Linked DNA regions of Mus musculus: all the other regions are linked to region 1. The links are chromatin contacts, called in public Hi-C, HiChIP or PLAC-seq and promoter capture Hi-C maps. All regions are on one chromosome and are shown on one strand. Each heading gives the region's core, a stretch centred on a gene start, on an enhancer-like site or on the middle of the called end of the contact. The rest is flanking DNA. Distances are from core to core; before and after follow the strand shown. Region 1 holds the start of Rad51b (RAD51 paralog B). Region 2 has its middle 20 kb from the start of Gm29952. Region 3 overlaps Gm36660 (a long non-coding RNA gene). Region 4 has its middle 29 kb from the start of Gm36834. Region 5 has its middle 34 kb from the start of 4933435C09Rik. Region 6 overlaps Gm46361 (a long non-coding RNA gene). Region 7 overlaps Gm46361 (a long non-coding RNA gene).

The links. Promoter capture Hi-C pulls out the DNA fragments that hold promoters and counts their contacts. Hi-C and Micro-C count contacts between places; a contact is called where the count stands out from the background. HiChIP or PLAC-seq counts read pairs in DNA pulled down with a chosen protein or histone mark.
Region 2: a promoter capture Hi-C map of hippocampal neurons shows a contact between it and region 1, with 2.9 times the contacts expected there. The contact joins the enhancer-like site here to the promoter of Rad51b in region 1. A contact is called at or near these places in 2 of 39 promoter capture datasets (embryonic stem cells and hippocampal neurons), 3 of 115 datasets of contacts at active chromatin or transcription factors (embryonic hindbrain, embryonic stem cells and stem cell-derived neural progenitor cells) and 2 of 9 other capture datasets (embryonic stem cells and pancreatic islet).
Region 3: a contact with region 1 is called in a Hi-C map of B cells, with 11 read pairs. The contact joins the enhancer-like site here to the promoter of Rad51b in region 1. A contact is called at or near these places in 3 of 39 promoter capture datasets (hippocampal neurons, liver and neutrophils), 1 of 484 Hi-C or Micro-C datasets (B cells), 9 of 115 datasets of contacts at active chromatin or transcription factors (astrocytes, bone marrow-derived macrophages, embryonic forebrain and 4 more) and 1 of 9 other capture datasets (adipose tissue).
Region 4: a contact with region 1 is called in an H3K4me3 HiChIP or PLAC-seq map of the 230-238 cell line, with 8 times the contacts expected there. The contact joins the enhancer-like site here to the promoter of Rad51b in region 1. A contact is called at or near these places in 6 of 39 promoter capture datasets (the 3T3-L1 cell line, 3T3-L1-derived adipocytes, the C10 cell line and 3 more), 7 of 115 datasets of contacts at active chromatin or transcription factors (the 230-238 cell line, cardiomyocytes, embryonic stem cells and 1 more) and 2 of 9 other capture datasets (adipose tissue and macrophages).
Region 5: a contact with region 1 is called in an H3K4me3 HiChIP or PLAC-seq map of stem cell-derived neural progenitor cells, with 4 times the contacts expected there. The contact joins the enhancer-like site here to the promoter of Rad51b in region 1. A contact is called at or near these places in 7 of 39 promoter capture datasets (the 3T3-L1 cell line, embryonic stem cells, frontonasal cranial neural crest and 1 more), 7 of 115 datasets of contacts at active chromatin or transcription factors (the SCID.adh cell line, cardiomyocytes, embryonic stem cells and 2 more) and 1 of 9 other capture datasets (macrophages).
Region 6: a promoter capture Hi-C map of liver shows a contact between it and region 1, with 4 times the contacts expected there. The contact joins the enhancer-like site here to the promoter of Rad51b in region 1. A contact is called at or near these places in 8 of 39 promoter capture datasets (the C10 cell line, embryonic stem cells, hippocampal neurons and 4 more), 7 of 115 datasets of contacts at active chromatin or transcription factors (the 230-238 cell line, astrocytes, bone marrow-derived macrophages and 3 more) and 1 of 9 other capture datasets (adipose tissue).
Region 7: an H3K4me3 HiChIP or PLAC-seq map of bone marrow-derived macrophages shows a contact between it and region 1, with 3 times the contacts expected there. The contact joins the enhancer-like site here to the promoter of Rad51b in region 1. A contact is called at or near these places in 5 of 39 promoter capture datasets (embryonic stem cells, hematopoietic stem and progenitor cells, liver and 2 more), 1 of 15 datasets of contacts at CTCF or cohesin (the NIH/3T3 cell line) and 4 of 115 datasets of contacts at active chromatin or transcription factors (the 230-238 cell line, bone marrow-derived macrophages, embryonic stem cells and 1 more).

What each region holds. Positions count from the first base shown.
Region 1 is chr12:79,295,963-79,298,568 of GRCm38.p6, reverse strand. Rad51b (RAD51 paralog B) reads right to left here and starts at 1,287. Exons shown (of 11, transcript NM_009014.3): 1 at 1,237-1,287. It overlaps Zfyve26 (zinc finger, FYVE domain containing 26), which reads left to right and starts at 2,287. Exons shown (of 42, transcript NM_001008550.1): 1 at 2,287-2,343.
Region 2 is chr12:80,289,852-80,292,457 of GRCm38.p6, reverse strand. No RefSeq gene overlaps it. Among named protein-coding and RNA genes, the nearest start is that of Gm29952, 20 kb to the right of the region's middle. Within about 2 kb of position 1,322, at least 82 of the 459 cell types and tissues checked have an H3K27ac peak or open chromatin away from gene starts, as enhancers often do. A contact at or near this core is called in hippocampal neurons, where this site is marked.
Region 3 is chr12:80,067,987-80,070,592 of GRCm38.p6, reverse strand. All of the region lies in intron 3 of Gm36660 (a long non-coding RNA gene), which reads left to right. Among named protein-coding and RNA genes, the nearest start is that of Gm36660, 17 kb to the left of the region's middle. Within about 2 kb of position 1,277, at least 40 of the 459 cell types and tissues checked have an H3K27ac peak or open chromatin away from gene starts, as enhancers often do. A contact at or near this core is called in B cells, bone marrow-derived macrophages, extraembryonic endoderm stem cells and 1 more, where this site is marked.
Region 4 is chr12:79,989,721-79,992,326 of GRCm38.p6, reverse strand. No RefSeq gene overlaps it. Among named protein-coding and RNA genes, the nearest start is that of Gm36834, 29 kb to the left of the region's middle. Within about 2 kb of position 1,321, at least 69 of the 459 cell types and tissues checked have an H3K27ac peak or open chromatin away from gene starts, as enhancers often do. A contact at or near this core is called in the 230-238 cell line, where this site is marked.
Region 5 is chr12:79,968,756-79,971,361 of GRCm38.p6, reverse strand. No RefSeq gene overlaps it. Among named protein-coding and RNA genes, the nearest start is that of 4933435C09Rik, 34 kb to the right of the region's middle. RefSeq lists an enhancer at 1-2,606. Within about 2 kb of position 1,286, at least 130 of the 459 cell types and tissues checked have an H3K27ac peak or open chromatin away from gene starts, as enhancers often do. A contact at or near this core is called in cardiomyocytes and stem cell-derived neural progenitor cells, where this site is marked.
Region 6 is chr12:79,903,690-79,906,295 of GRCm38.p6, reverse strand. Gm46361 (a long non-coding RNA gene) reads right to left here. Exons shown (of 2, transcript XR_001780641.1): 2 at 1,714-2,471. Among named protein-coding and RNA genes, the nearest start is that of Gm51985, 5.5 kb to the left of the region's middle. Within about 2 kb of position 1,280, at least 114 of the 459 cell types and tissues checked have an H3K27ac peak or open chromatin away from gene starts, as enhancers often do. A contact at or near this core is called in adipose tissue, astrocytes, bone marrow-derived macrophages and 2 more, where this site is marked.
Region 7 is chr12:79,882,598-79,885,203 of GRCm38.p6, reverse strand. All of the region lies in intron 1 of Gm46361 (a long non-coding RNA gene), which reads right to left. Among named protein-coding and RNA genes, the nearest start is that of Gm46362, 8.8 kb to the left of the region's middle. Within about 2 kb of position 1,308, at least 11 of the 459 cell types and tissues checked have an H3K27ac peak or open chromatin away from gene starts, as enhancers often do. A contact at or near this core is called in the 230-238 cell line, bone marrow-derived macrophages and pre-B cells, where this site is marked.

The sequences.
Region 1 (2,606 bases), core at 38-2,537:
AAGCACATGCTATGCTAAGCTTATGTCCTCCCTTTTGCATACTTACAATTGAAGAATGAAGAGACATATATTCAAGTAACTACATTTATGTGACAGGTATTGTAGTTGCTATGTGCACGTGCTACTGAGATAGACAGGGAGAAGTCTCGAATTGGTCTGAAAAAAATTAGGTTGCATGTCACAATCCTACTAAAAGTAGTTCCCTTAAAAGTTAGTTTCATTGCTTAAAATGCTTCATGGGACCATCATATGACAACTTCCAAACTTTTATGATCAATCATATTTTTTTTCAACTTGAAAAGGGCATCTCTTACTTAGCTCTTGTCTTTCGAGCAAAGTTGTCCTCATGTGTAAAACAACGGTGATTCTAATTTCTACTCCAGAGCTGGTGCATAACGCTCAAGGTAGGCACTCATTATAGACATGTGATTCTTCTAACGTGACTATCCACAACGTTAGGTTAGGTTACTCAAACACATATTTCTCCACACAAACCCTTCGCCAACCAGTCACTTCCTCTCGAGTGCTATCTCCACACTTTGCACTTATTTCTTCCTTAATCTGATCTGTGCGTTATTATAGTGTATGCTTTTCTTTCTTCCTGATGTGTGCGTAAGCGCGTACGAGACAGAGGAGACAGCATCTCAGACTGAATTTCTGTTAGGCGCTCAATAAAAATAGTGAAGCAACAAAACCCAGCTATTTTGAGGAGGCTGAGGGGTTAATTTATTTATTGGGCCATTATTATGCGCCAGACACTAGTTTTAAATGCTTCGGATGTTTTTAATAAACACACGAACTAGCCAAGGGATCGAGCCAACATTCGAATCCAGAGATCTGACTCCAGATTCCGCGCTCTTAACACCACAAGTTTGACAGTCCCTAAACTTGCCCGGATGCCTAATTTGCCCAAGAGCGGAGGAAGAAGTATCAAGAGTTAGAAAACCTGACGCAAAACTTCCTAATAAAACAGAGCACCTTACAAGCATCACTCGCCTCCCTAGAGGAAGTCGGAAGCTCCAGGACCCCGTCCGGGTTCCAGGGACGAGCCCCGTTACAGAGTACGTGCTCAACACGCAGGACTCTCCGCGACCCCGGTATCAACAGCCACAGGCTCCAAGAGGGAGCACAAGATAATGAACACACCTTCCTCCCCACAACTGCCCCCTCAGAAAACTCCAGTACCAGGTCAGCAGCGTGGAACTTTCAAAGTTTCCCCCACCCTCACACAATTACCCGCGAAAAGTGCGAGCAGCAACATCTGGGGCTCTGGTTGGTTGGTACTCTGGCGACTTATCCAATCAGAAGCAGGAAAATCTCGGGTTAGCCCAGCTGTATTTTGGGAATTGTAGTTCAGTCTCGAAGGTTAATCTAATTAAATTTTTCCTTTGTAGTGATTGCTTAAATCGAGGAGCGGAACCTTTCAAGACGAATGTAGAGGAGGGAAAACCCTGACTGGAAATTCTTTTCCTCAGTGAATCGCATTTTAAAGTTATTTCCTGGGCCAGAGAAGGTTCTTTTGGGGGGCTGAGGGGTTGGAAAAAGGGTGGGCAATATGCCCTATTCCCGTTTTGGGATGAGAGTTTTGTGTTTCCTTTGCACTGTTCAACACATTTAGATGGTGAAAATGTCCGGGAAATACTAACTAAAGCGTCTCAAACTAAAATACATTGAAAAAGAACCACTCAGTTTAGTTGAAAAAATAAAAGAAGTCAAGTAGGTTTCGTATTTAAAACAGCTGCGTTAAGAAAAACTAATAAACTTAAGAACTGACTTGATTACATGATTTGTGAAAAGCCTTTGCTCACTCTTTGTTTTCGTTTGCAACTCCTTTGTACCGACCTCAGTCTTTCGATGGATATATAATTATATATGATATACACACGATAGAATTAGATAGAATAATGATACAGGAAGATCCAGAATTCCTGTGGCTAACCTATCATCTATCACTGGTTGGCACGGAGAAAATGTTGACATCAAAAACAAAACAAAACAGTGGCGGGTACGGAGCGTGGAACACAGATATTCCTGGCCCCAGCTCCCCCGAAATGAATAACTGTGGATGTTGCGAGAAGGAGCAATCATAATTAGGGAGAGTCCTCAGTCCTGTAGCTAGCGGATCTAACTCTTCCTTAGAGTCCCCGTAGCAATCAGGTGGCATCACGTGATTCAAACAAACACGGCACTTGATTTGCATCTTGCTTCTCCTGAGCCAATAAGAGTGGCGCTCTCTTTCGTCATCGCCGCCCGTTCCACCACTCTTCGCAATGGGACTTGTCACCTGACCGGGATCAAACATGGCTGCTCTGGACGGGAAAATGCATTCGACTCCCGGAGCAGGTGAGTGTAAGGCGCAGGGAAGATTGCGAGGGTGCTGTCCACGACCCCGCTAGGGGGAGCATCCCTGTCCCCCAGCCTCCCGGCTCCACAGTTCAGTCCCAGATTGATCCCCTAATCTTTAGCCTCTGTCTTAACAGAAGGCTCTAACCAAGGGAGTTTTCATCCTTACCAAGGCATCCACCAACCTAGAGATTTGTAGCCTGACAAAATGTTCAGGAGGGAATGCGGAAGTAAATGTATGTGTCTGCACCCCAGGCTAGCAA
Region 2 (2,606 bases), core at 73-2,572, 990 kb before region 1:
TTACAAATGAGTAAACTGAGTCTTTTCGTGCATGCGCCACCACTGCCCAGCTGTAAACTGAGTCTTAAATGGTCTCAAGATTAAGTCACTTGTAGGTCAAAGGCCAAACTCCTCTGACTCCCAGGGCTAGTCAGTCTCCAAACAACAAAAGAACTTCTCTCCTGTGCATGAGTCAGTAGCTTGGAATCCTGATTCCAACTCTGCTTGCTGGGATCTTCTGGGAACTTTCAAAAACCACCCAGGCCTGACTCCTACTCCCAGGAACTTCAATTTAAGGATATGGCCACCTCTAAAAGCTCCCAGGGTGGTTTTAACAAGCAGCCAAGGCTAAGCACCACTGGCTTGGAGCAGGGGTGGGGGTGGGGGCAACACCTCTCAAGGCCACCGAGCTCTTTTGCTGTGCCACCTGGCCTGACCATCCCTGGATAAGACTGAGGATGCCCAGGGTTACAGCTTAGTCTGGCTCTGGCTCTGGCTCTGGCTCTGGCTCTGGCTCTGGCTCTGACTCCAGAGTCAAGCCAGAGAACAGGCAACAGTAACAAAAGACCACTGGCAGGAGTGGTGGGAACAGTCACTTGGTAACTTGCTGGTGGTGATGTGTCAAGCCCTCTGTGGTTCATCTCATTCGTTCCTTACACATGTAACAGAGACAGTCTACATTTGTAGAGAAGGACACTGGTGTGCAATCATATCAAGGGGCCATTCGAGGGCCACTCAGCTAGACTGGGTGACCTGTGCTTGGGAGCACTAGCTTCTCTGTCATCCCAGGTCACCCCCAACCTTGTAGCCCTTGAATCACCTCAGGGCTTCCCCTCTGCTTACAGCCTCCACTGCTGGGCACACTGAGTGCCTCTCTGCCCCAGGACAAGTGGGTAGCCATGGTGGGTGGGGTGGGATATTGGATCTCATCTATCCTCTGTGGGGGCAATCCGGTCAGAGCAGGAAGAGAGTGAAACCTTGCTGGGGTGATCCCCAGGTCCCACAGTGCTCAGAGGCAAGGGTAGGGCTGGATGCTGGAGCCTGCCTCTGCACTGACCAATGCTTAATGAGATGCTTGGTACAGGTTAGACACACACCTCTTTCTTCACGGTCAGCCATCTCATATTTGTGGACCTCACTTTCTCACCTGTGACACCCCAACTTGCAGGACTGCTGGGAAGACTGGACTAGTCCAGACACAGCCTGGTTTGGAGTTTTCCTGGCACAGAGTGGACACCCGGCGCCGCAGACACCCCCTTACCCTTCATCCTGGCGCCTGGGCTGGCTGTGAAGTACTTCCCAGCACTGGCTTCCATGGGGGTGGAAACTCTGAGACAGTAATGTCTCTTTGTATTTCCTCAGCAACCAGCCACGCTCCAGAGCTGTTGGCCAGACCCAACTGTTCTCAGTTGGCAGCCTGCAAGAACGACTCGCCCCTCCTCCCAGGGAGATGCCCGGATCAACCTAGCAACCCTCATGTCAGTACTTGCTGGGGTGCACAGTAAGTACTGGGTCTCAACCAGGACTGCACAGCAGAGTTGGACAGAGGATGGGAAACAGGAGAGGGCTTTCAAGTTCTGATGCCCAGGACACCCAGCCGACCCAAAGAAAGCAGGTTCCCACCCGTCACCAGCAGACCTTACAGTTTTTGTTTAAAATACAGGCTCCAAGTGCAGGACACAGCCAGATGCATAGGACTCTGGGGATAGACACCAGGATTTATCTCTTTACCCACTTCCTTGGAGATTACCTTCTTTATCATGTTTCTCCAGTAAACTTTAGGCATCTCTACAGATAAGGATTCAGCGTAAGGCATAAACGGGCTCAGTGGTTGGATGAGAACATGTGCCTGGTCTGCCCAGCAGAAGGAGGAGACTTGCTAGGAGCAGAGCTCTCTCTGAAGGATAGGGAAGATGTTCTAAGAGGTTTTCTAGAGAACACAGCTGCCTGTACAGTCCTTGGAGCAAGCTCCTTGGGTAGGCTTTCAGGGACTGGCTAGAGAGTAAGGTGGGACATATTCATTCCCACTGTCCCCTGTCCCCTGCCTGAGTAATCTGCTGCCCCTAGAGCTGCTGAGCCTCTTGGGTAGACGTGGCAGTCTGTTGAGGCTACCGCAACAAGATGTCACAGGCTACACAGGCATTTATCTCTCATAATTCAAAGGCTGAAAGTCAAGAAAATCAAGATGCCCACAGGCCACATTTAGTCTGATTTCTCCAACAGCTACCTTCTTGTGGTATATCCAGGAGAAGAAGAAAGAGAAGGGCTGAGAAGGAAGTGGCACATAATCACTCTCCCATTGATGTCCTCCTAATCTATAGGAGGAGAGCCTCAGCCTTACAAACTCATTTAGGAAGACTGGCATGCAGCCCCAAGCTTTACAAACCCAGAGTTGGAGGTCAGGGTAGTCTCAAGGTCAGGAGAGAGTAGATGTCAGAGCTGCAAGGGACTTGGGGGTAGGGGGTGGAGTGTTGTGCTGCTCAGGCACCAAGCACGAGTGGAACCAGGACAGGAGGGAGTGAGGAAGTGCAGTAGGTGCCCGGGTGGCAGGCCTCCACCCAGCGTTTCTCAATGGCCTGAGGTGCCCTCAACTCCACTTTCCTTCCTTCCTTCCTTTCTTGTGTGTG
Region 3 (2,606 bases), core at 28-2,527, 770 kb before region 1:
TGTCCCCAGGGCCACTGAAATGCACAGCATGTAACATCTGTACAGAAAAAGTGTGTTTGTTTCCCAAGGAGAAATTTAGAATAGGGTGAGATAAATAAGGAAGACTTTCAGGCTCAGGGCATTCAAGAAGGGAGTTATGGAACACATAGCAGGTGTTTTAGGTGGGAGAACAATTTAATTGTGTGAATAGTGTTACCTGTGTAAACTTAACTTCTTCTGTAAATCTGAGGTCATGATGTCATGGTCCCTTCCTTCCCCATCACTTTGGAGCCAAACCTAACTTGGCAATAAAATGTGACCCACCTGGAGAGAGGCAGCTTGCAGTCTTCACTGAGCGGCTCTGACAGGACAGTTGCAGGACATGGATGTGGTGTCAAGGGCCTGACCTAAGGTGTGTGTGTGTACTCTGATGTGTGGTCCCCTAGGAATTAGAATGAAAGACTGTTAACTTGTATTCATAGCTCTGTCCTGCAGGCATTTACCAAGTACTTTTCAAACAATATAATCTTTACAGTGACTCTACAGGACTGGGGTTCTATTATATAGATGAGGATACTGAGACTCCACCCTAATAAATGAAGTTGCCATTAAGGCTGAATCTAAGATCGCACTGTCTGGGTAACAACATCGAAGTAATGTCCTTGGTGAGAATGGCTTTAAAATCAAGCTGCAGGGTCAACATGGTGACACATAGCTTTAATCCTTATACTCAAGGGACAGAGTCAGGAGGAACTCATTGAGTTCGAGGCCAGCTTGATGTACATAGCCAGTTCCAAGCCAGATAGGGCTACACAGTGAGACCTTGTCTCAAAACAAACAGATAGACAGTCAAAACCTACAACAAAGCCAAAATCCCCAAATAAACAACAAGACAAAAAAGACAAACAAGACAAGATAAACAAACCCACATTGAAGATGGACGTCAGATGGGAGAGGCTCAAGGAGAAAAGCTGGAGGGAAGGTGGGATTGAATTGGAAGTGGGGGTAGATGGTGGCAGGGTGACATCTCAGATCAGGTAAATGGCCAGGGTTGGGGGCTAAAGGAGATCCAGGCCTCTCAAGTATAGAGTCCTGGAGAGGAGTCTTCAGTTTGGGCAGCATAGCCTGGCTCCCTAACCTGGCCTTTAACCTGTCTTGGTTTTCAGCCATTCATTCCCCTTTCTGTCCAAAGAGGAACAGCCACAGAAGAAGAAAGATCCCCTTCGCCTACTCAGTGTGGCAGGAAGAGGAACCTGGATGTGATTTGGATTTTTTAAAAAAGAGATCTTGCTTTGGTGTGGCCCAATGTAGCTTTTCACTTGCGGGTCTGATTGCAACCACAAGTGACTGCACCTCTGAGGGGACTCTTGGCAGCCACCTCTGAGGGTGGGGTTTTCCCCTCCCCAGCCTTGTGACTCCTCAGGTGCCTCCAGTTATCTCTACAGCCACTGGAGACTTCTTCAGGCCAAACTGAAGCATCTGACAAACATTCGAGGCCAGCCTGATCTACAGAGTGAGTTCCAGGACAGCCAGAACTAAGGCAGAGAAGCCCAGCTTCAACAAAACAAAACAAAACAAAACAAAACAAAACAAAACAAAACAGAAAAAAGAAAAAAGAAAAAAGAAACCATCAGCCTTCTAAAAAATGTGAACTGGATTCTGTTCTAGTCTTAGCTCTTTCTTGACTCATCTCCTCACTCTTCAGACCTCTTCCCTCTCCCTCCACAAATTAGTGGCTCCCCCACTTCCCACCCCATCCCTCCTTCCCTCCCCCTGAAGCCCTTTTTTCCCATGCATCCTTCTTACTTTTGAGCATGCTTGTGACCTGCTGAGTTTAATTAGGGTTGTTTGCATCAGTATGGGGGGGGGGTTGTGATGTACTGAAACATGGGTAACTCATTAGTGACTCCAGTACTGAAGAAAGTGACATCCTCTCCCCAGAGGTCATTAACTGTCAGGAGTCCCTTAGGCAGGAGTGGGGCCTCATGAGCTCCCCCAGCCCCCCAGATGAAAATTTGATGGACCCAGTGTTGTGCAGGTCTTTTATGGTAGCCATAGCTGCAGTTGAGTTCCTGAGTCCACTATCCATGTCATGTCCATGTTTTGTGGCACACCTCCCTATCCTCCGATCCCTATGCTCTTTTCACCCCCTCTTCTGAGATATTTGCTGCCATGTTTGGGGTCAATCTCTCTTCTGTTCCGTTTGGCTTCTCTTGAAGCCTGAGTGAAGTGGGATGAAGATGGGGCAGCCACGGATGCTGAGAAGAGTATGGAGTATAACGGCAAGAGGATGCTGCTGTCTGCTCATCGCCTAGGACAGAAAATCTGCCTTCCTACCTGCTCTGATTCTGTTTTACTGGAGAAGAGGACCTGCTGTATAGCAAGGCTCTTTATTCCCATAATTCTCTGTCTCTAGGCCATTCGAGTACAGCCCAAACTTCAGTGGCAAAGAAGAGGCAAGTTTCAGAAGCATGAACAGGGACACCTGCTTTCTTGTTTTGATAACGGATGAAAATATCTTCCCTTTGCTGCTGTTGCTACGCTGAATCAGGATTGAGAAGTTAGAGTATCTCTTACCTGATTGGCTTAGGACCACTTGCAGTTCATTGGTCAGAGTCATTCAGACG
Region 4 (2,606 bases), core at 72-2,571, 690 kb before region 1:
TAGGAGGAGAAGAAGGAGAAGGAGAAGGAGAAGGAGAAGGAGAAGGAGAAGGAGAAGGAGAAGGAGAAGGAGAAGGAGAAGGAGAAGGAGAAGGAGAAGGAGAAGAAGAAGAAGAAGAAGAAGAAGAAGAAGAAGAAGAAGAAGAAGAAGAAGAAGAAGAAGAAGAGATGACACATGAACATCAGTTCATTGAGAATCAAGGCAGGGGACATCCTTCAGCTACAGCACTGTCAGCTATGGCACTGTCTGGCATGGGGTTGCCAGGGTCACCGACTAGATTCATGATTTGTTCACAGAAGATGAATCTGGTGGACATAGAACAGAAGACCCACTCTGGGCAGCATACCTTACAGCATCTAAGCTGCAATCACCAATCAAATTGTGCATGCCCTGGAGAGAGATGGCTTGCCTCGAGGATGGTCTGCTTGCAGTAAAGGCTGGGGAAAGCATAGCATCCTGGACCCCCAGACTGACTTTACAGGGACCGTGCCTGATGGAGGCCGTGCTGGCAGGAGGGACTTGGAATCTAGGGGCTTAAGTATCAGATGCCCATAAGCCTGGCCCCCACATGCTTCCTTAGAGTTATTATTCACTGAGACCCAAGAGATCAAGCCATGCATCCCAGTCACAGACACAGTGACAAGTACATGCTGCAGAGTCAGGATTTGAACTTGCGTCAGTTGTGGACACAGAGCCTTGAGGACCCTTTTCCATTAAACTTGTTGCTAGCCACATTTGGCTCTTTAAACCTAACTAAACAGAATGAAAGATATGTGCCTTTTTGAGTCACACTAACTATATTTCACTGCTTGATAGCACCTGCAGCCTGTGGCTGTCCCATGGGGCAGGCAGCATGAAACATTCCCTCTTCACAGAAACCTCCATTAGCGTGGTGACTGAGCCCCGAGCTTGTTTTAACACGCTGGCTAAGCCCTTTTATTCAGCGGCAAATTCATCTAGCTGCCAAACACCTATAGTCTCACCCCCACTTTCTGCAGTCCACCCAGAGATGAGGGGGTGAATATTTACCACATTTCCTGAATGAGAGGGATGAAAAAAGAAGGGCAAGTAATTCATTGGGGCTGGAAGCCAGCACCACAGACCAGTTGTCTTTGCTGCAAGGTATCTTCCTAATTGTGTCTGTGCAGAATCAAAGCCTAGCTGGTCCTTTTAGGGCCTGGGGGATCTTCAGGGGTCTAGCTCTCTCCTACACAGCCAGACGCAAAGGTTACTCGGCTGGCCTGCCACCTCCTTTCAATCACCCAGCTCTCTGAATGGGAGATTGTGAGTGAGCTTTATGCAAGAGCACAGGAGAAAAGGGCTCTGTGTGGGAGCCAGGAGACGCTCTGAACCCCACATAGAGGCCAGCTCTGTGCAGTACTGCCCAGGCAGGCTGGGCCAGGAGGGGTGGCCAACTTTAGCAGCACATCAACCTCCCTGTTTTTATCCTGGTTCCCATGGGATGGTCCTCGATCCTCAGGCACCCATGGAGAAAGGGGAGAAAAGAGGTCCATGAGAATCAGAAAGAGGCTTTCTTGTCTCCCAAGGGATGGTACCCACAGGATCTGACTCACATCCTGAAGCCTTCTTGGAGGATAGGTGCGTCACTTTTAACCGTCTACATTGCCAAGCCGAGATGAATGAGAAACACAAAGAAACAGGCCCAGGTTGCTCCGTCTGATGATCAGTGTAGAAGAGGCTGCCTGCAGCAAGATGAGCAGATCACAGGGGGTAGAGTGCTCAGACCTGCTTTTGCTGGGCCTGTGTCCTCTTGATGCTAAAGATGTTGGCTCATTCCTTTGGATTCTCTATTCATCTGGAGGGCAGCATACTCTATTCTTGCTAATCTCTAGCACCTGGGCTATGTGTGGCCTTTGGACAAATTCATTAGTTGGTTAATAAATGATTGGGGTTAGATGTGGGTAAGAGATGATGGTGCCACTTGGCCCCTGCTTGTAGTGGGAAATGACTTCCCTCAGGAAAAAAGGAAAGAAGGAAGGAAGGAAAGAGAGAGAGAGAGGAGAGAGAGAGAGAGAGGGAGGGAGAGAAAGAGAGAGAGAGAGAGAGCACAAGCAAGCAGAAGCTTGGGGAGATTATGTTTGTCTTTCATCTGGAGCAAAGAGAACCAAACCAGGATGGGACTCAGGTTCCTTTCTGCATCTTTGGACCTGGCTGTTGAAAGTCCACTCCATGAGTGACTTCTGGTGTGGGCTAGAGTGCCCCTGGTGGGCTGAGGCTAGGAGGAGACTGTAAACAGAGAAACTGCAAGAGAGAGGGGACCTCTTGCCAGGATGGATGAGATCTGCCCATCTCCCCCTCCCCCTGGCCTGCCCTTTTCTCCGACCTGCACAGGTTTGCAGTTCATGCAGCGCTCTCTCCTGCTGTCCCTGCTATCAGATGATGAAAATGGAGATTGGCCTAGAAGAAAGAAAGAAGGCGCTTTCTTCCCCCTTCCTCGTCTATTTGAGCCCCCTTTCCTCCCCCATCACCATGTGTTCCTCAAACCTGGGCTCGGTCCAAGTCCTAAATGTGTTGGAAAGTGTATCCCTGAGCAGCTGTGAACCTGCTCGGGCTGCAGTGGCCGGGGGTGAATGAGAAACCAAGAG
Region 5 (2,606 bases), core at 37-2,536, 670 kb before region 1:
TCTCTGGGTCTGTTAGGGCCTGGAGACGCAGGGAAGCTTGCAATCCCAGGCCTGGGGGAGGGCAGGTAATATGAACTCCCAAGAGAAAGGGATCTGGGGCAGAGGAGAGAGGGAGGGGAGAAGGCTGGCTTTCCAGCATGTTCTCTATACCCTGGTATCGAGAGGCACTCCATCCTTCATTCCTCTGGCGCTACTGCTCCTGCATAGCTGTGCTGACTCACAGTGGACATCAAGGTTCACAAGTGACTGTTCCCAGCGCTGGGGCAACTTCCAAACTGGGTCATGGTAACCAATGGTAACCGGAAGAATAGCCTATAGAGTCTGAGTGTCCCCATAGCTCTCTCTACAGACAGAGTAAGTAAATTTTACCAAGAAGGGAAACTGAGGCTCAGAGAGGCTGAGAGGTTGCCTGAGTCTGCATACGCAATAAGCGCTGCTGCGGCCAGTTGTCAAACCCTGAAGGTCAAACCTCAGAGTCACAATCTTGATGCAGAGAGGGGCCCCGACAGACACTCAGTGACTATTTCCTGTCTTCAGCAGCTTTGGTCAGTGGCGGGGAATCAGAAAGGCACTTGCCCAGACTCTCCCAGCCCTCACGTTGGACAGCCTCAAGTTAATGTGGACAGTTGTGCCTGACTGTCAAGCAAGCCAGTCTGAGCTGGATTCCATACTTTACTTGCTGAACAATCCAAGCCTACTGCTCTCTGAACAGCCCTGGCCAGGAAGAGACCACCCCTGGATCCGGAGTCCGGCGCATGGCAGGGGGAGTAGGAAGAGCTGAGGAGGGAGTGTGGGGCCCCAGAGTTCCAGCGGTGGGTTTCCCTGCTTCAGGCTTGCCCTGGCCAATGGTCTTGCTTTCAGGCTTCTCTGTGCTCTGAGCACATCTAAACATTTGGAGAAAAACAAGAAAGTGAACAATAGGCGCTTGTGGGCTGGAGAACAGGGCTGACTTCCCCCTGGGACCCGGGCGCTGTTCGTAAGCTGCCCCAGCTGCACTCTCACGGTTGGGATGTCACTGGGGCCTGGCTGAATTACAGCCTTGTCCTCCATGGGGCCTGCTACCAACTCCTTTCATACCCGGGGAATGCAAATGTTGGTAGGGGGATCTGGAGCTGTGTAGAGACAGAAAGCTTGCTTTCCTGCCTGGAATTTGGGAAATCAGACAAAAGAACACACACACATACACATACCCCTATTTGGCATGGAAGCTCTGCCAAGCCATGCCCTGACAGTTGTGTCCTAACCAGAGAAGTTTGCCCCACAGGAAAAAAACCAAAACCCCAGCTCTCTATCAAGTGGACTCTGGGCACAGCCCCAAGAAGCTCAGAGTCCACAGGACCTAGAGACAGAATTCCTAATGTGTGCCAGAGCAGTTTCACCAGGAGGTGGTAGCAAAAGTACCCCCATTAGTTATAGCACTGAGGGAGGTGGGCCAAAGGTGCTCTTCTGAGCTGGCTCCTCTGAGGTTTTTAAGACTGTTGCTTCTCACCATTACAGCCTAAGCCACAGGGAATGAGAATGTAGTCAAAGTATCAAGATTAGAACAGAGAAGAACAAAACAGAGCCCAGACCCCCTCTCAGCTAGGGCTGACCAGTGGTATCATTCATACCCAGTAAGTAGGGCTAAGTTTCCCTGTCAAGAGTTCCTCACCTTTGTTCCCAGGACTGGAGGCGGCTTTGAGCAGTGTCCCGTCTGGGTGGCATCCCTGGAACAGGTCTCAGGCCCTGGTGTTTTTGAAGTAGCTGCCCAGACATCCCATCATAGGCTCAGGAGGGTGAATAGCCCTTCTACTCACCCCTCCCACTCCCCAACAATGTTCTGGATCTGAGAGCACTTCTGGGTTGTTTGTGCCCAAGGACAGGAGGAATTTGGCAAGAAGTCTGTGGTTGGAGGACAGTGCATTTACTTTGTGAAAGGATGAGTGAAGGACCATTCGGGGAAGTAGGGAGCACTGTTGTCAGAGTTGGGACTGGAGAGATTAGAATGGGTCAGAGGACTCCTATGAAGGACATGAGTAACAAAATGGGGGGTTCAGAACAAATGGGTTGACCTCTGGAGAGCAAAGGCAAGGCTTTAGTGTCTAAGAACTTCAAAATGGCTGTTAGGTCCCGCTAGATATGTGGTTCCTCCTCTTTCCTGCCCTAAATAGTTTTGGAGACAGAATCGTCTTTTTTTTTTTTTGAACTTTTATGAGTGTCTGTTTGTCTGTCTATATGTATGCACATCACAGGAGTCCCTGTGGAGGGCAGGAGGACTCTTGGGAATTGGTGTTATGAACAGCTGTAAGCTACCACGGGGTAGCTTACCCAAGCCAGGTCCTTTGCAAGAGCAGCAGTGTTCTTAACTTGAGCCACTGCTCCAACAGTGAGACAGTGTTTTTATGCAGCCCAGGCTGACCTCAAATTCTCATTCTCCTCCGTCTGTCTCCAGAGTGCTGAGATTAATGGACTACATTATCACCATACCTGCTCTTAGTCTACTTGTTGGTCACCTGGGACTGTGAAACCTTCGTAGTCTCTGCACTTCTCCTGCACTTCTCTGCACTGTTCCTTTCAGCACATTAACATGAGGCTTTGTTCCTTGTTAGGGAGCTGGGCTGAGTCCC
Region 6 (2,606 bases), core at 31-2,530, 610 kb before region 1:
GCCAGTCCTCTGGCCAATACCCACTGAGAGGCAGAGAACAACCACGAAGGAAGAAATGAGAAGCCTGAAGGTTTATAGGGAGGCTATTTGGCCCTACCCAGCCTCTCTGTGGGCTCTCTCAGCCACTATCCATAGAGCTTGAGGTTTAAAGAATGCAGGGAAGAGAGAACAGGCCCCAAACTGATTAGGACCCAACTTTCCAAACAGACACAGGTCACCCTCTTCCTGCCCCAAACACCAGGCAGAGCAAATGCTATTAATAACTGCAGCCTCTCTCCAGGCCACGAGGGCTGAGCCTGCTCCTCCAACTCGGCCAGCTGTTCTGAAACAGGTTTGGGAAAGTAATCTTTGGCACGTAATGAAAAGGGTGTGTAAGGGAGGGGGGTGCCCAAGAGTTCTCTATCAGGGCCAATATTATTTTTAATTGCCGAGAATCAGCCTGTGGCCGTTACTCAAGGCTGCAGAGACCGGGTTTGCCAGGGATCGGAAACCAACTTCAAGAGGAGTTGAAAAGCTCATTCCAAAGACTGTTCATTACTGAGCTGTGGCTTCTTGTGGAAAATCAGGTTATGTCTTGACGTTTGTACAATCCATTCTCCATGCCACCTCTCTCCCCCCTGTATCCCGCCGAGAGAGTGAGCGAGCAGTGAATTTGAGTTATCTGGGAATTTTAGTGTCTGACCCCCCCCCACAACCTCCACCCCACCCAAAGCATGACCGATGGCCCATTTTTCAAGCCAAATCTTGCCCCATGTAGGCAGCTGTCATGGAACCACAGAAAGTACTTGAAGGAGCACAAGCAATGGCTGGTTCTAATCTGGAGGGGGAAGAATATGAATTAACAAGGCAGTTCCTTATGGAAGAATGTTTTCTTTTCTTCAGCCTCAGCCTGCATATTTTCACAACATGTGTACTCTGTTACCTTGTCACTTCCCTGTTTTCTTTGGGTAAATAACTGGGCTCTGGACTTCAGGAAGAAAGAAAGAAACCCAGCCCAGGAGTGTCACTAAGGCAGGCCTGGCTAGCTGAACTAGCAGGGAGGAAGGAGTCTGTGCTGAGGGCCAAGGCAGCTTGTGCAGACTCAGTCTGGCCGGCCTAGCAGGGGCTGTTCACTGATCTCTACAGGTACTGGTGTGGGAGTGAGAGACCCGGGCACTGAACTGCCCAGCTGGGCCCTGTGCTTGGCAGACCTCAAGGCTGCAGGAAGTAAACAACTCTCCTTAGCTGAGTCAACTGTGAAGGCCTCTCTGAACCCAGCAGAGTCAACAAGGCTCACAAAGGCTCTTCTGCCAACTCTGCCCTTCCACTGGCCAGTGAGGCAGCAGGGATGAGAGAGGCCACTCTTGTGGTTCCCAGCAGTGAACCAGGGAGGAACTGGCAGGAGCCAGGGCCTTCTGTGGAACATGGGATAGGCTCTTCCTCCAGATCGAGAAAGTGTTTGGATGTGTTGGTGATGGAGTCCCGTGCAGATGTCCAAAGGCTTCTGTTCTTGTCTTCCAGGGATGCTGGGCTTTTCACTTGAACATTCCCCTGTGGTGTCTGTCACCTACTCCAGAAGAGGTAGAAAATAAATAAATAAATAAATAAATAAATAACCACTGGGCCACTAACTGGATGTCTTTCAAAGTTGCACTATTAAAGAAGGCATGAGATGATCCGTTGTGGGTTCCTTTAATGAGTGAAGATCTTTTCATTATAGAGCAGCAATGACTCTTTTTGATTTTGATTACATTTTTATTTCTTCATCTGTGCACGTGTGGGCACACATATAGGCGGTGGTCAGGAGACAGCTTGCAGAAGTCAGTTCACTCCTTCCACCACTGGGTCCCAGTGAGTCAAAGTTGGGGTGGTCAGGCTTTGTGCAAACCCCTAATCCACCCAGCTACTTCACCAGCTGAGTAACAGCAACTCTTACTTACTCAGCTCTTCACCACTGATAGTCAGAGAAGAAAATCAGAATTAGAAATGATGGATGACTCACGCCTATAATTGCAACACTTGGGTGACTGAGGCAGGAGAATTATGACTTTCAATCCGACCTGGGGTACATAGCAAGGTCTTGTGTTCCCCCCGCAAAAAATTAAACAGAATATAGAACCAATAAAATAATACTATCTTATTGCTCTTGATATTATATAGCATGTAAAAGAAGTTAAGTTTGCCATGTGTCACAGCATGCTTGCAGGAGAAACTGAGGCATACCTATTCAGAGACTGAGACTCTCATAAAGTCCAACAGTGGGCTTGGGAAAGGAAGGGTTAACTGGCTGTTGTCTGGGTGGCTGCATACCTATGTTTCTTTTTTTTTTCCATCTGCTCAGGAGCCTTTGATTCCAACCTTGAAATTCCCTGTCTCACCTTGTAGATCACACAGCCCTCCAGCCTTCCTGGGACAGATCTTTGGAACTTTAAAGTTGAATTTTCGGTTGCAAAGGTCTGGTCCTCATCTGCTGAGCACCTCTTTATATATCCCTGGAGTGAGGCAAATGTCCACAGGAGGGGTCACTTTGATGCTCAGGATGATCAGGATGGTGACTTTGGAAGCCATGCCTATCCTAAATTGCAGACTGCAAGGGCTTGTGGAAAAAAAGGAGACAGAGAGACAGG
Region 7 (2,606 bases), core at 59-2,558, 590 kb before region 1:
TACACTCTAATCCCAGCCATTGGGAGGCAGAGGCAGGAGGATCTCTGCAAGTTCTAGGTCAGCCTGATCTAGACAGTGAGTTCTAGGTCAGCTAAACAAGACCCTGTTTCAAAAAAACAAAGCAAAATAAAACAAAATAAAAGACAAATGTGAGATAGGGGCAGGGAAGGTAACCCTGTCTCAGCTTCCTGGCTGCCTTGAGGCAAGCTGCTATTCATTGTCCTGCCTTCTATGCCAGGATGGATTGAAACTCTGAAAACTATGAACAAAATAAATGTCTCCTCCCTTAAATTGTCCGGGTCATGATTTTGTCACAGTAACATGAAGTCTGACTAACACAGACAGCCTGACTCTCAAAGCTTAAAATATTTGCTTTCTCATCTTTTAAAGAACACATTTGTTGAGCTCTGACTTAAGGGAAACAAGTCTTACAAAAGTTTAATTTGGATTAAAGTAGGACCAGGAGAAACACAGCCCAGTTTACTGGAATAGTGAACACAAAGAGACAGAGGCAGTAGAGGATCTTTTATAATAAGACAAGCAATGAGCTGTCTTCTTATCTGTGGACATGGCTGAAATGTTGGTGGCCGTAGTGATGTTCAACCTCTTTGTGACTTCAAGATCTATAAGAGGTATCTCAAGACATTTTCTTCCATTCACAAGACTATATGAGGTCAAGACAGAAGCAGGGTTTTCAACCCATGCCCTTCCAAAAGGATGGTGAAGTTCAGGTTGCACATTCCAAGAGTCAACAGGTTAGCAAAATAACTCGGGTTCCCAGAAAGCAATACAACATCTACCTTGAACAAGGACAGCAGAGAAAGGTTCATAGCACCGAGGGTGATGACAGTCACCCCAGCAAAGTAGTCATCACTAGTTTAAAACTGGAGAAAGACCACAAAAAGACACATGAGTGGAAAGACATGTCTTGACTGGTAGGAATGGAAAAGGGCAAAACATAAGAAGAAGAAAGACACAAGAAGATACAAGATTAAAGTAACCGTATACACAATTTCCATTTGAAACTGCTAACATTAAACAGAAGAAACAACAGGAAGTTGAACGTGGTCAAGAGGAACGACTGGAGATGAGGATGAAGGATGGGCTGTGGCTGAGCAGGGAAGCTTCCTTTAAATCGACACTAACATGTTAGAAATCCATCTGTGGAGCAGGGCATCTTCTTCCCCATTGGTCATTTCTTTCTCACCCAAGAAATGTGTATGTGACCTCCAGTATATAGATATATAAAAGTTATATATAACTTTTGAGTAAAACTGCTGACACGGTGGTGTACTCAGACTCTCGTACTGGGGAGGCAGAAGCAGAGAAATCCCTGGGGCTTGCCAGCCAGCTGCTTTAGCCCAATTTGTGAGCTCCAGACCAATGAAGACTTGGTCTCAAGGGAGATAGATAGTATTCTTTTTTTTTTTTTTTTTTTTTTTTTTTGGTTTTTCAAGACAGGGTTTCTCTGTGTGTCCCTGGCTGTCCTGGAATTCACTCTGTAGACCAGGCTGGCCTCGAACTCAGAAATCCGCCTGCCTGTATTCTTGAGGCTATCTGAAGTGGTCCTTGGGCTTTCCTTTGCATGCATACAGGCATGCACACATAAACACAAATACACACATTTTAAAATTCTCTGATAGACATGTAATTTTACATTTATTAGAAATTATATCACATTGCATATTAATGATATGGACATACCTATTTACATAGACATTAAATTTTAGCTGAATATTTGATACTGCAGGACATATAACATTTTGAACATATTTCATAGTTGATTAATTTGGTTTTATGGTTGCCAATACTGAGAATGCCACTTTACATACATACATACACCCATACACACACACACACATATACATACACACACACACACACACACATATGAAATGCAAAATTCTAGATGCTCATTCAGGATCACCTTAGAAATTATTGGAAATTCTAATCCAACCCAAAATTCATTTAACAGTTAAAAAAATGAAACTCAAGGCATCAACTCAAAACAGCAATTAAAAAAAATTAAACATCCTTACAGGACTGAAGGATGATGGTAGAAAATATATACAAGACATTGTCTTCTGTAATGAAACCATTATGTTTACATGAGCAGAACACAATATGTATAGTGAGACACTATAGTTCATTTCAAAAAATATTTTGTAAAGATTTATTTATTTTATATATAAGTACACTGTAGCTGTCTTCAGACACACCAGAAGAGGGGATCCCATCTCATTACAGATGGTTATGAGCCACCATGTGGTTGTTGGGATTTGAACTCAGGACCTTCAGAAGAGCACTCAGTGCTCTTAACAGCTGAGCCATCTCTCCAGCCCGACACTATAGTTCATTGCACACTCCTGCATGTGAGCTGGGGTGCTTCACTCATTGGCATTGGGCGGCCTGGTGGCACGCATGGGGCAAAGTGAGCATGCGTGTGTTCAGACGAAGGCTGCAGTGAACTGGAGCAAGGGGAGCACTTCCAGAGGCCCTTTGGATTTATGATGTCTTTTTAAGGACTTACTCTCTTTTCAATTACATGTATTATGTGTGTCTGGGTGTGGCTATGTGCTTGCAAGTGCCAGTATCCACAGAGGCAT